Regions from separate parts of the Xenopus tropicalis genome. Here region 2 is linked to region 1. Evidence: chromatin contacts called from public Hi-C data. All regions are on one chromosome and are shown on one strand. The core of a region is the stretch at or near the end of the contact, and the rest is flanking DNA. Distances in the headings are between cores, read along the strand shown.

Region 1 (6,943 bases), core at 1,985-4,484:
ACCTTGGGTACAAAGTCATGCAGTGACTGACTGTGCAACATTTGCGAACTCTGGCATCAAACCAATAAAATTCAATAGGTGAAATCTGATTGGCTGTTGGTGGCCCCGCCCACTTAAAATAAATAAATAAATCTTAAATGCGTATTCTTCCAGTGACTGACTGTGCAAAGTTTGGGAACCCTGGCAACAAACCAATAAAAATCAATAGGTGAAATCTGATTGGTTGTTGGTGGCTCCGCCCACTTTTCAAAACTAAAATTGCAGTCCCCTAGTGACCAACTGTGAAAAGTTTGGGGACCCTGGTGTTAATACTGTGAGAATGGCAGCAGGTTGAATTTCCCCATTGAAAGTCAAAAGGTAAACTCTGATTGGCTGTTGGTGGCTCCGCTCACTTTTTCTTACCTTGAACCACAGTTACCTGGTGCCTAACTCTGCAAAGTCTGGCATTATTACCGTGAGAATGGCAGCAGGTTGGATTTCCACCAAGTCAATAGGTAAAATCTGATTGGCTGTTCACAGCTCCGCCCACTTTTGGGCATCCAACAATCATCATATTTTTATTCAGGCTGAGCCCATGACTATGTGATTCAAGTTTGGGGAGTGTAGCCTCAAAGCTGTAAGATTGGCATCAGTTTCAATTTCCCCATAAAAGTCAATGGGTACAATATGATTGGCTGTTGTGGGTTTTTAAAAAAAAAAAAACAAAAAAAAAACCTGAATGCATAGTCACCCAGTGACTGACTGTGCAAAGTTTGGAAAATCTGGCATCAAACCAATAAAAATCAATAGGTGAAATTTGATTGGCTGTTGGTGGCTCCACCCACTTTTAAAACTTTAACTGCAGTTCCCTAGTGACCAAGTGTAAAAAGTTTGGGGACCCCGACGTTATTACTGTGAGAATGGCAGCAGATTGAATTTCCGTCAAATCAATAGGTAAAATCTGATTGGCGGTTCACAGCTCCGCCCACTTTTGGGCATCCAATAATCATCCTATTTTCATTCAGGCTGACCCCATGACTGTGTGATTCAAGTTTGGGGAGTGTAGCCTCAAAGCTGTAAGATTGGTATTAGTTTCAATTTCCCCATTAAAGTAAATCATTAAAATTTGATTGGCTGTTGTTGGCCCCTCCCAGTTTGGGATCATCCAACAAATGTTGCTGCTTCATTCGGGGTGACCCCATGATTATGTAATTCAAGTTTGGGGGGTGTAGCTTCAAAGCTGTAAGTGTGGCAGCAGTTTGAAAATCTTCCCTGTCAAGAGGGGCCTGGATGAGTTCTTGATCAATCAGAATATCCAAGGCTATTGTGATACTAATATCTACAGTTAGTACTAGTGGTTGTATTTATAGTTTATGTATGTGAGTGTATAGATTGGTAGGTGTGGGTTAGGTTTGCTGGGTTTACTTGGATGGGTTGAACTTGATGGACACAGGTCTTTTTTCAACCCTATGTAACTATGTAACTATGTAAAGTCAATGGAAAAATTGGGGGTTCGGAGCGGCGCCACAAAAAGACAGGGGGCGGGATCGCTTAGAAAAGCACAAGCAACCTGCTCCGCTATAGGGTGAAGATGTGTGGGGAGTTGGGGTGTTGTACCCCTAAAACTGTAGTAGGAGTAGCGTTTAGAAAATGGGGGGCGCTAAGAATAAGAATAAAGGTGGCCATACACGCACCGATATTAACGTACGAAACCTCGTTTCGTACGATAATCGGTGCGTGTATGGCATGTCGGCGAGTCGACCGATATCGCAGGAAGCTGCTGATATCGGACGACTCGCCGATCGGACCAGTTTGAAAATTTTGATCGGGTGCCAAAGAAGGCGCCTGACCAAAATTCTCCCTTCAGAGCTGAATCGGCAGAAGGAGGTAGAAATCCTATTGTTTCTACCTCCTTACCTGCCGATTCAGCCCTGAATGGTGTGTGGCAGATCTTACGATGTTTTGTGAGACCGATGGTCGTACGAAACATCGTCAGATCGCCACGTGTATGGCCACCTTAAGAAGAAGTGGAAGAATAAGCTAAAGTCGAAGAACAGTCTGTGGGGTTTTCAATCCAACATAATTACCAATTTTAGGACATTGGATAAAAAAAAAGACAAAAGCTCTGAAAAACACTAAAGGACACATTTTTAAGCCTGAAAGAAAGAAGGTTCTGAATTAAAGCAGACAGGTTTGTGAAGGGATTTCCACCAGTGACTTTAATTGTTGCCGGTGGAAAGCCTTTTCAGAGTGGTTACTCACCCACAATAGCAGAGATCTCTCTCTGGCAAGTAACTTCTCAGTGGGTTCTTACCCTTAGAGATAATCTACATAAGAGATTTTGTAGGGTGGTGCAGGATCAACAGATCACATCCTCCCAGTTAGAAATATTTGTGTGGGTCAAATCGGAAGTGTACACAACATGGAAGATTTGCGGACACATCTATTGGAAAGAAACACTGCACGCTGTGTTTACACCCAACAAGATGTGTAAGAGTTCTACATTTCCTGTCTTGCTAAAATCTACTCTTTCCTGTGGGCAATGCTTTATAACCTGAATGATTTGCCCTACACAGACGGGTGACAAAGGCCCACAAATACTCACTCCTTCATAGGTTAACCAAGTAGTCACCCTACTAGAATTTGAGTAGCTAGCATATGCGCTGCTGAGCTTTTTCAAGCAATAATGCAACTACACTGGCAGGGTCAAAGCCAGAATTGCCAACAGACTGGAATCTTACCTCACTGGCTGGTAAAATCTAGGCTCAATACCAACCTTAACAACAGCCAAAAAATAAAAAAAAGAGAAAACTATAGAAAAGCCAGTTATTTTATTACAGGAAAGGTGGCAACCCTAGTTGCTCCATTCTGTGGGGCCTCAGCATTAAAAAAACATTTCAATTGCTGCCCATTCCCTGCCCCATTTCTTGTTCGCCAATTCGCAACAGTAAAAAAGTAATAACAGCAGTTTAGTAGACCAGCACTATGAATGTTTATAGCCCTTTATTGACAGACACCCCCTTCCTCACTAACGCCTTTGGCCAGGTTTATTTCCATGTAAATGCGTCTTTTCAAGGAAACTAATTACACTATATTTGGTAAGGCCGCATCACGTGTACATGTGATATTTAAATAAGTAAAAGAAATTAAAGTACGCATGAGGATAACTAACGCGTTTAAACACGCCCCCTAAACTATGTGCGTCACGCTTAAACTCCGCCCTTTTCAAGCTCTTTCCCTAAATGACGTCTAAAGGAAAGTTCCATTGCTAAATGAAGTCGCGGCCGAATCGATTGGTTACGCCTGCGTGGGCTATTCACGCTTCCATTTGTTGGGTCTGAGTGGCTGTCGGCCGTGTAAGGTTTAGGGCTCCTCTGTTACTCCTAGACTAAACCCTTAAACCTTTTCTACCCCCTCTTCACCCCCGGTTACCGCTCCAACTGGTCCGGCGTTGTGTCTCTCCGTTTCTACCCAAGAAAGCTGAAATCGCCGGGCCCTGGTGACGGAGACCGGGGGAGGAGAGGGAGCGGGCGTCACGTTCCCTACAAAGCCAGACATACAGACTGGGCCTGTGAGGAGTCGGGGAAGGAACCACAGCGCGGAAGAGGAGTGCCCTTGTTCGAGGGGAGACTCGACGGCAACAAGACGGAAGTATTTGTCTGCCCCAGACTGGGGACGGTGCTGCCTGAAGGTGGGGAGCAGAAAAAGCAGGTTTCCTCCCCGGGGTTTGATGATGAACCCGCGGTGGGGATCCGGCACGTCCCAAACAGCTCCTCTCACCAGCGGCTAATCTTCCCAACACACCAGCGGTGAGTACCTGGGTGAGTAGGGCCGGCGGCTTGGCTTTGTGCATATATATATAGAATATTTACACATATATGCGCTGCTGCTGCTGTGAGACTGCCGGCGGGCTGTGTTCCTACCTAAACTTCTACCCTGCACGGAGACATGAAAATTGCTTTCTGTGAGATCGTCTACTGCTCGGCCGAGACCCTTGTATTTGGGATTTTATTTGAATGTGTTCTTGGAGTCTTTGAATTAAGGTCTTGAATTGTCAAAGTGCATCCTTAGCCAAAAGCTGATTTTTTTTATTTTTTTTTTACCTAATGAAAGAAAATATTGGTCTAATCCTTACCAATATCCATCTATTAAAACATGAGTTGCCTAAAAAGTTATTTGCAAATGTTCTCCCACCCGAAACTGCAGGAGAAGCCAGCTGATTAACAGGCCTGGGGGAGAACTGACTTCTCTGCTGTGGTGTTTAGAGTCAGACCCAGAGACCAAAAGAAAGGGATTAACTAAAGCTCATTCAGTAAAATGAATCTGAAAATAGCTTTAAAGGCATAGAAATTTGCTTAGAATTATACACTTTTCCATTATGGAAAAATAAAAAAAAAATAAGTTTTTAGGGGTTATTCCATTTGAACCAGGGAATTCCAGCTGTTGATCTGTAATTCCTAGCATTGCACGTCATGTTCATTTGCTGGTTTAATCCTGAGATGTCATGAGTCTTGGTTAGTAAGTGACTTGGCATTTTGCTACCAGTTTGTGCTCTAGCAATCTACAAGCTAACCATTAAATCAAGATCAAGGATTCACAGCAAGGTACTTTAAAGCTGATTAGAACTCTTTTTACTAACTTGATGTTTAAATTTTAGGCCTGCAGGCTGAAGGCCTGAATCAGAAAAATAAAGCCAAATTGTTTTTTTTTTTTTTTTTTTTTAAATGCGACTGACTTTGTGCTCAGTAGAGCTGGAGCCGCTTCTGTGAACTGTAGCCAGATAATGGTCTACAAGGTGTAGTGTAAACTAGATATACATTGAAAGATCTGCTTGTTTGGCGAGGCCACCACACGAGCAGATCTTTCTTCAAAATGCCCATGTTGAGGATCACAGAGATATCTGGACACATGTAAATATGTCCTCTGATGTTGCATTTCACAACCTTGGGTCCTCAGATGTTACTGAACTACAATTCCCAGCCATTGTTTACCATTATATGTTGAAGGGTGCTGTAAGCTGTAGTCCACCAACATCTGGGGATCCAATGTTAAGAAACAGGGCTGTAGGATATTTTGTAGCTAATGACTTTTGAAAGGGGGTGCATCTAATGTTCTGTGCAGAATTGACACACACAAGCAAGATCCCATTGGCTAATGGTTCATTTACAGAATCAGTAGAATTACTTGCAGTTTAGAGGTTGTGGATATTTTGCACCCAAAGCATTAGCTGTCCTTTGCTGTATTCTTCATTGCTCACCTGATAATAGAAACAGTGTAGCAAAAATCCACTCTTTTAGCCAAGTCTCTTGGTTCCCACAATGCCATGCATGCTTCAGATACAGTCCTGTTTATCAGGTTTGTTAATCACAGAACATGGAAGGTATTGCAGTAATTGCAACTCAAAAGCACAACCTCAGCTTTCAATTAAAAAAAAAAAAAAAGGTCTTGCCTGGAAGAGACCTGACTAGTGTTACAATGTAGAGAGCAGTCAGAGCAAACAGGAAAGAACAGCAAGGGATTTCTTTCAATAGCAAATGGCCTAAGAGCACCTAGTGCACTTTTTGGTATACAGTTGTCATTTGGAAACTGAAGTCTATTCATGTGATAATCGCATATCAAGAAAATGAATATACCAGATGTATTCAAGTGTTTGTCTTTTAGGTAAATGCGAATAGCTTTGAGAGTTGTCTGGCAAGGTATTTGCTGTGCTAAAATGTGGCAATAGAACCAACCCAAACTCCCTCAGTTTATTCTTTCTGGAAATGATGCTTTAATTTTGGGTGATAGTGTCCCACTAGCAGCTGTAATAAATTCTAGGTTATTTCTTTGCACATAGTCTTATCAGTTACTGCTAGATGGTAACATATACTTACTATTGCCCACTTCATACTGAACTTTTATACCTTAGCTATACTGGTCCCGAATGGGACTCCCAGTAACACATTATGCCTTTGGCACATACAGTGACCTGACTTCTTTTTGGAAAACCACAAGTAGAATGACTAGGCTGGAGGAAAGTAGATTCTTGTCGGTAAATAAACTCCTATGCGAGAAAAGAGAAAATATTTAAGTTAAATTTTTCTGCATGCAATACTGTTTTCATGCTAATAAGCTTCAACATAATGTGCAGTGAGCTGCACTGGCAACAAAATTCCTTTTGTGTAGAATCCAACTGTGTTCCACATCAATTTTTCCTTAACCTTCCAATTACAGTAGCCACCCTATGTTTGTGTCCATGAGGCTTTTATAATTCCCTGGCAAATGGTTACATTTCCTTATGGCAAGGCCAAGCATTACTGTCTTCAGGTTGCTTTTGTAGCAGGTTCTACATTTGTCAGTTTCTGGCATTCAAAGCAAGTTTATTGCATAGAGCTATTTGTTTTTGTAGTTCAAAGCCATATTCATTCATTTAGCAACTTGATGGTAAATGCAAAGAAGTCATGTGTTGCTGTTTTTGTGGCAGCAAGTCCAATGGTAGCAAAGTCCTAAGCAGATTAGGTGGCAAAGAGCGCATTAATCAGGTCTGTGAAAACACTTGGGGGACTTCCTTTGTTACTGAAAGAGGATCAGGGTGTGCCAGTTGTGTGCATATATATAAATGTGTATGTATTCATGCATTTATAGATGCAGTAAAGGGCTGATAAAAGGCTCTGTGCAGAGGCTGGATAAATTCACTGTTAACAGGAATTCACTTCTGAAACTTAAGTATCTTTATTCATAACACACTTGAAAGTACCTCCTGCAGTGGTTTCAGGTGAATTCCAGTTCATTTTTTGTTAGCTTCGTTTCCTATGGCCCAAACAGGTAAAGGCAGGCTCCTACAACTCCTGCAGTGCTAAGTAAATTAAATATAACTATTATATTTAAAATTGCTTGACGCTGCAGGAGTTGTAGGAGCCTACCTTCACCTGTGTGTTTTGGGCCATAGGGAATGAAAGCTGATATTTTTCTCATTGTTCGTGAT
Region 2 (6,943 bases), core at 2,403-4,902, 40 kb before region 1:
TGGAGCAAACTGCATATTTAGAATGTGTTGTGTCATTGTTTTGTATTCTAGTTTAAATGTGTATCCCACATCTATAACATTAAGATTTTTGCATAGACGGCTTTTAAATTCTTAATTCTTGTTTGACAACGTTTGTAGCATCCAGGGCTGTCCAAATACTACTCATGTTCTTTTCATCTCTATACGCACACAAACAGGCCAGTTACTGAGTGATCAACTGAAATATGGCTTTTGGCCACACACACACATACAGCTGAGCAATTAGCAGAAATCCAATACTTTTTGCAAGAAACAACTATTGCACCCACAGGTTTGCCAATGAACCACACTTGTACTGACTGGGTGGTAATCAGTGCCTGAATGTTCATTTCAAAGGGCAAAGTGCATCAGACTTTGGTCAAATAAACTAATTATGCACTGCTCATAACCAATAGTGATTACTAGGTTTGCCTGACTCTACACAGGATGATTTTTCTTCTCAGAGAGTAAGATTCCCAAGACTGGAGAAGTATATTAGAAAAAAAATGAAATAATATTAATCACTTTCTCTTTAAGTCTACAATTCACTGCACACTGCACACTGTTCTTCAGCACAGCTACAATGTAATTTTGGGAAGAGTTCCCATTTAAATGTTGTGCAAGTGCCATATAAAACCACTTTGTAACACATAATGCATCACTTTCCTTTCACTGCACTGAGACAGCATTAGCTACTTATTACACTCAGCAACGTGCCATTGTCAATAGCCCCTTTGTGGTTAGTCCTCTTCAAATCTATGGCGTGCAGCTGTGAATCCCACTTCCCTGGGTCTCATTTGTACAAGGGATGCCAGCATTTTCATGCAAATTATATATGGAAATGAAGGAGCTGGTAGCTTGTAAAGTTCATATTACAATCTGTGGCGTTTGCTTGCTTGTATGGTACAAAGAAACATTTCTGTCACTGGGATCTTCTCACAGGACAAAGAATAAAACGAAACGTACCATTAAAGTCTAGTAATCGTTAAATACACAATATATTTCTATCAGGCACAAACATGCTGTCACCGTGTTACATGAATTGTAAGTTGTAATCGTAGGCTTGTTACACAGGGCATTTGAAAAGAAAGTTCATACAGAAGAAAAGACTATGTACATGAAGGATGTCCCCATTTTTCCCATGGGGATAAAGCTTTTCCTTCCCATGGGGATCAAGCTTGCACCCAACCTTCCAACACAGGTTGAGGGTAGGGAGAACCTGGGGGAACATAATTTGTAAGTGTCTACTACACACAATATAAGAGCAGAAAGAGGGTCAGATAGAACACCCAACCATCACAATAGGTCTGTGTTATTTTTGTATTTAGTTTGACTTGTATAAAGTTATTAAAATTATTTAAGTTATAAAATAAAGTTATAAAAAAAAATAAAAAATATATATATATATAAAGTTATAAAATAAGGTTATAAAATATTAATAAGGTAAGAAACCTGTTTAAAGTAACTGAAAATACAGTTTTTATATAAGTTGCTTTCTTTTTTATTTGCATTTGGTATCCTTCTTTCACCCCAAATGCCAGTGCTCATCCATTCAATAGGTGCATAGAGGACATTTGTGGTGCTTAGTACTTAGCTACAGACTAGTGGTAGACTAATGGGGGATGTTCCTTTGCATTACAATGGACAGTGTTGATCCTAGTTTGTGTTTCCTTTATAAATTTGCTGTAGACTAATTCCCTTGCAGTTGGTTTCATATTTGCTAATCCTAAAGCCTGTACTGCAAGAGTGAACCCCAATATGGCAGAGCTACCATTGGTCTGTATTCAGAAATAACCTAAGCTCTGTGAATTTTATGTAAAAGAGGCTGAACAGGATACAGTTATATTGCTGATATTGCTCTATTCTTTATTCTCACAAACCTGGGTGGTTAAATTGGCCAAAGATCAGCTCTTTTAATAACCTTACCAGATGAGCGAATGTTTTTGTTAATTTTAGATTTTGTGCAAAAACAAAAAGCCTTTCTATAAGCTATGGGTGAGAAATAGTGTGGAAATATAGTGAAGTAAAATGTATTTGTGAAAACACAGCCTACTTGCTGACTACCACAATTATACATTCATTGTGCAACAAAAATACTACAGTAAAGCATTTCCCTTGTGTATAAAAACTAGGGATGCACCAAATCCACTTTTTTGGATTCGGCTGAACCCCTGAACCCTATGTAAAGGATTTGCCTGTATACCAAACCAAACCGAATCTGAATCATAATCAGCATATGCTAATCGGGCATTGGAAGGGTTAAATTTTCAACCTCTGTGTTTACATGACAAAAAGTCACGTGAGTTTTCGGATTTGGTTGGTCAGGTGTGGGATTCGGCCAAATCCTGCCGAAAAAGGTGCATCCCTAATAAAAACAGGTTTCCAAAATGCTTAAGGTAAGAGGCTAACGCGTACAGCCATACCACAAAATGTAAAGTGTGTATATATGTCAACAAAAAAGAACTGCGGGCTCTTGTGCTTATGGCCACACAGTTGCACTCATTAGTTAGAAAATCACTTGTGGATAAGGACAAGCAGCCTTTAATGGCTTATTTAATACCAGGTACAGATTGCAGGCTAATGGAATGGGTGTGGAAAGGGGCACTCAAACTCCCTTGTCAACTCTGCGTACACAGAGATGGACTCAAGGGGAAGAAAAGTTTGGTGAATTGTGGGTGAATTTTTTTACAATTTAGTTTCTGGCACTTGCTATTTATATGGTGCAAGCCTACTAAGGCTATTGACACAGCTCAAGATGGCAACAGTAGTCCAGGGTTTGCCTTTGTCAACAGTTGCACTTGCGTGATTCATTGGCGCTTGCTGCAAATATGCACAAGTGCAGGGTACCTTTGATGAATTGCATCAATATAAGCAATTATTGCATTAATTATAATCAACAAAACTTTGGAGCAGATTTATCAAAATGTGAGTTTAGAGCTTAATACATAAAAACTTCCCCACATTCTATTCATTCCTATGGGATTTTTAGAAGCACATTTATAAATGTTTGGAGTTCACCAAATAATAAATACGCTTCTTAAAATCTCAGAGGAATGAACAGAACATTAAGGTGCAACTGCCATAGGTGCATCTCAGTAGTGCCAAGCACCATGTGACCACAATGACGTTGAAAACTAGGAAAAAAACAATGCACTGTGGAAAAAAATATGGAGATTGCACTCAAAATTGCACTTTGCTTAGTTACTGTACTTTCTAGTTAATATTCCATACACAGCAATCATCTTAGCTGCACCCCACTTCCTTCAGTATTTAAGGAAAATCATAGGCCAGTTGATTGTCCAGTACAACCCTAGAATTGCTGTCAGCCTGGACCTGCCGGAAATTCCAGAGCTGCCGTATTAGGCTGTGTCACACTGCAACACTGCAGATGCCATTCAACCACAAATTCAGGGGGAATAACAATACTGCAACTTGCACTCTCTTTACCAAAATGGACCATCATTTATGTCCATATTGGTGCGCTGCGGGCATGTTGCAGTAGATGTAACTTGGCTTGCCCCAGTAATTATAATAGAATTTTGGGGGCTAACATGGCAATTTGCATCTGAATGGTGCACTGAAGTAAACAAGCCCTAGGGCCTGCATTTTTTTCCAGTTTGTATCTAGAGGATTGTGTAGCACTGCCAGAACTACAATTTTACTTACAAGGTACATGGCTATAGGGCTATGGCACATAGTGACCACTGTTTTGTACCATACGGCCGTAGCAAACACTTTTTTTTTTTTCAGACAGCACCAAAATACATAAGCAAGGTCTGTTTTCCCCTGCTTTGTGTGCATTGAATTCCCACTTATATACCAAGCTATCAGTGATAGTGACACGTGGACAGATCACATTGATATGGCAGTCAAAAGGCCCAGATACCATTGCCTTTAAAGTTATATGTTTTAGTTAATTTAGTTTAAGACAAAGTTGAAACTTTAGTTTATTTTGAGTTGCTCCGTGGAGACTACACAGCACTAGCCATTATGATTTAATAGCCCATGCTGATTATTCTCAACCAAATGTCTATGTTACTGTGTTCTCTTTATTGCTCATAGGCATTTGACATTTTAATGAAATGCTACCAAGCTGCAAGCTTTCCTGTAACTGCTTGTGTGCCATGAAACTAAGGGAGAGGTTGCCCTTTAGTATATATAATGCACCATGTTATGTGTGTATGTGCGTACATATATGGGCTTGTATAGCAGACTCCTCATGCCATTTATTAGTATACATTTTGTTTTGTCTTTTTTTTAATATAGATGACTTTGCCTGCTATCTAATTCAAAGGGTTGTTAAACAATAGTAATAATGAAGTTTACACGTGGAAAGATGCTGCCTGTTTGCAGATAAAGGCCCATACAATGTGCAGATTGCAATCTTGTCCTGCTGCCTCAGGGCACCGCTAAATACACAGGAACCTGGCCAGACTTTCTTCTTTCACATTCAGTGCGGTTATCAACAAGTCAATCAAACATCTGCATTCACAACCCGTCTCTCACCATCCCCAGACCTTCAGCAAGTGTCCCCGTATAATTATACACTGAATCATAGAAGAAAAACGTTTCTGAATGGGATTATTACAATTAATCAAATTGGCAAGCTTTTTTAATGAATGGGACAAATTATCCACAAAACACTATATAAAGTTAAATGCCATAAAATGTCATCATTTGTATAATTTCATCATTTGTATAGCATGTTTTAATTGAAAAATTATGAGGCTAACAGACCAGAGAGCTAATACAGTACAAGACTATCAGCCTACTGAAACACAAGCACTGTATAAATATAGTAATGAAATGTGATATCTTTAGAAGTAGCAGTGCAGCTTCCACTGCACAAAAATCCACTGCCAAAAAGATCCAACAAAATCTACAAGGGTAGTCAAAACAGACTTAGAAGACACTAAACAATAGAAGGTACTAGCCCTGTAGGCCAATGACAGAAGAATAAAACCTTTCACCAAACAAATGTTTTGTACTATTATTATTATTATTAACATTTATTTATTAAGCGCTCTGTACTAGGGGCCCTTTCATAAGGCAAGGTGAGAAAATCCCCTGGTAATTTAAGAGCACAGTTCAACAGTGAATTCTGTTTTTTCTCTTTTGTTCTAGGAGAGCACAACTGCATTCTCTAGATTAGCAATTCCACCCTTTTTACCCCCAACTAAGCGCAGGAGAAGTAAGCATGGGGTCAAGCATGGGGTCTTTCCTTGGGTGCCAAAAGCCTAGAAAAACAAATAAACATACACATATTCATGCAAAACATCCAATGCAGGTACATATCACAAAAACCAAAGAATGTATGATAAAAGCCCAGGAGGGCAATAAAAGCTAAAAATTCCAAAACAGTTCTAAACGTTTTGTCACACTAACAGACCCTCTTCAGACCCGGACTGGCAATATGTGGATTGTGCCAAATACCAGATGGGCTATTGTAAGATGCCATAGACAGTCACTAGTTATGTTTGGGACTCTGTGTACTCGAAAAGCCAGGGTCTATTTTGAATCCCAGTCCAGACCTGACCCTTTTTATCATGATTGATAAGGATGGTAAGTCCCTGTTCCCATTTATATAACTTGTCCAGCAGCGGGGATCTGCTTTCTTTAGTGGCCTTGCCAGGCAAGCAGGTGGACATCAGCTATGTGTGGGATGTGGAATGTCAATCAGCCACTTAATGTAGATGACACCAGTCACCAGTCAGTACCTCACATAAAGTGAAACCCTATCAGGTGTGTAACTGAATATTTAACTGACTTATGAATAGACACATTCATGAAATATGAATAGAAACATAATTACGAATGATAAAGTAAGTTCACTATGAGGGGAATACAGCTGGGACTGCTGTAGTGTGTTTGGCAAATTTTAAGCTCATCGACCCAAACAGGCTTATATCTGCCCGGGTTTGGCCACCTTAGAGCAGGCAGATGTAACAGATTTATCTCCACTCCCTTTGTGTTTCCAGCACACTGCTTGCCTAGGTTGGTTACTTAGAAAAGGCAATGATAAAATGGACACAACTGACACAACCAATAGCATTTTTGTCCCGTAAACTGAGGTATTTGGGGTCTCAACCCCTCGCAAGCACGGTATTTCAAACAGATGTGTTCCATAAGCTTAAAGGATATTTAATCCCCCAACAAAAAAATTTAATCAGTGAACAGCTTCTTTGAAATCTTTAAATACCTGCCACTCCTGTTGTTCAAAGGTTAATAGAAAGGCTGCTGCATCCCCTTAATCATGTGGGATTCGTTCTCCTCCAGTAACCTATTCTCCCCTCCCTCAGGAATTTACTTTAACTGTTGGCTACTAAGCATGCTCAGTTCTTCTCAACTTAGATTACCAAACATACCCTTCAGTCTAGCAGCCAATGAAGAGATAGCACTGCTGGTTTCCAATAGAAACTCTGCTATAGCTGAGCAGTCTGCTTGAGAAACATGTTTTTCTCCTAACCTCCTATCCTGAGCTCAGCTTAGCCATTACAGTGCTCAATCCAAGCAGGACTTTTTTTTATCAAAGTAAGCTTTGCCTGTGTAAGCCTGCATTGTTCATTGTATGAACTGTACAGCGCACGTGTGCTGTTTGCAGATGTAAATGTCCCTGATTAAGTCAGCTGCTATTTGGTTTAGGAAAATGTGACCGTGCTGGGGATATATGGAGGAGATATATGGAGTATAAACAATATGGCTCAGGTGGGGGAAATATGCCCAATTTAAATACATGGTAGGAAAATGTAGGGTTTGCATGTCCTTTATTAAAAGATTCTAGAATTCACAAGAAAATTTGTTTAATACCATACCCGCATTAATGGTGGTAGCACCTCAAAAAGACAAATGGTTGGTGAGACAGGAAAACCTATTATGACTACACATGTACCAGAACTGAGGTGAAAACAGTTCCTGTCCTCACAGG

Evidence for each region. Hi-C and Micro-C count contacts between places; a contact is called where the count stands out from the background.
Region 2: a Hi-C map of gastrula embryo shows a contact between it and region 1, with 2.0 times the contacts expected there. The contact joins the enhancer-like site here to the promoter of hipk1 in region 1. A contact is called at or near these places in 3 of 5 Hi-C or Micro-C datasets (gastrula embryo, neurula embryo and tailbud embryo).

Annotation. Positions count from the first base shown.
Region 1 is chr2:54,497,203-54,504,145 of UCB_Xtro_10.0, reverse strand. It overlaps hipk1 (homeodomain interacting protein kinase 1), which reads left to right and starts at 3,234. Exons shown (of 15, transcript NM_001082416.1): 1 at 3,234-3,788.
Region 2 is chr2:54,537,535-54,544,477 of UCB_Xtro_10.0, reverse strand. No RefSeq gene overlaps it. Among named protein-coding and RNA genes, the nearest start is that of hipk1, 40 kb to the right of the region's middle. Within about 2 kb of position 3,652, at least 4 of the 11 cell types and tissues checked have an H3K27ac peak or open chromatin away from gene starts, as enhancers often do. A contact at or near this core is called in gastrula embryo and neurula embryo, where this site is marked.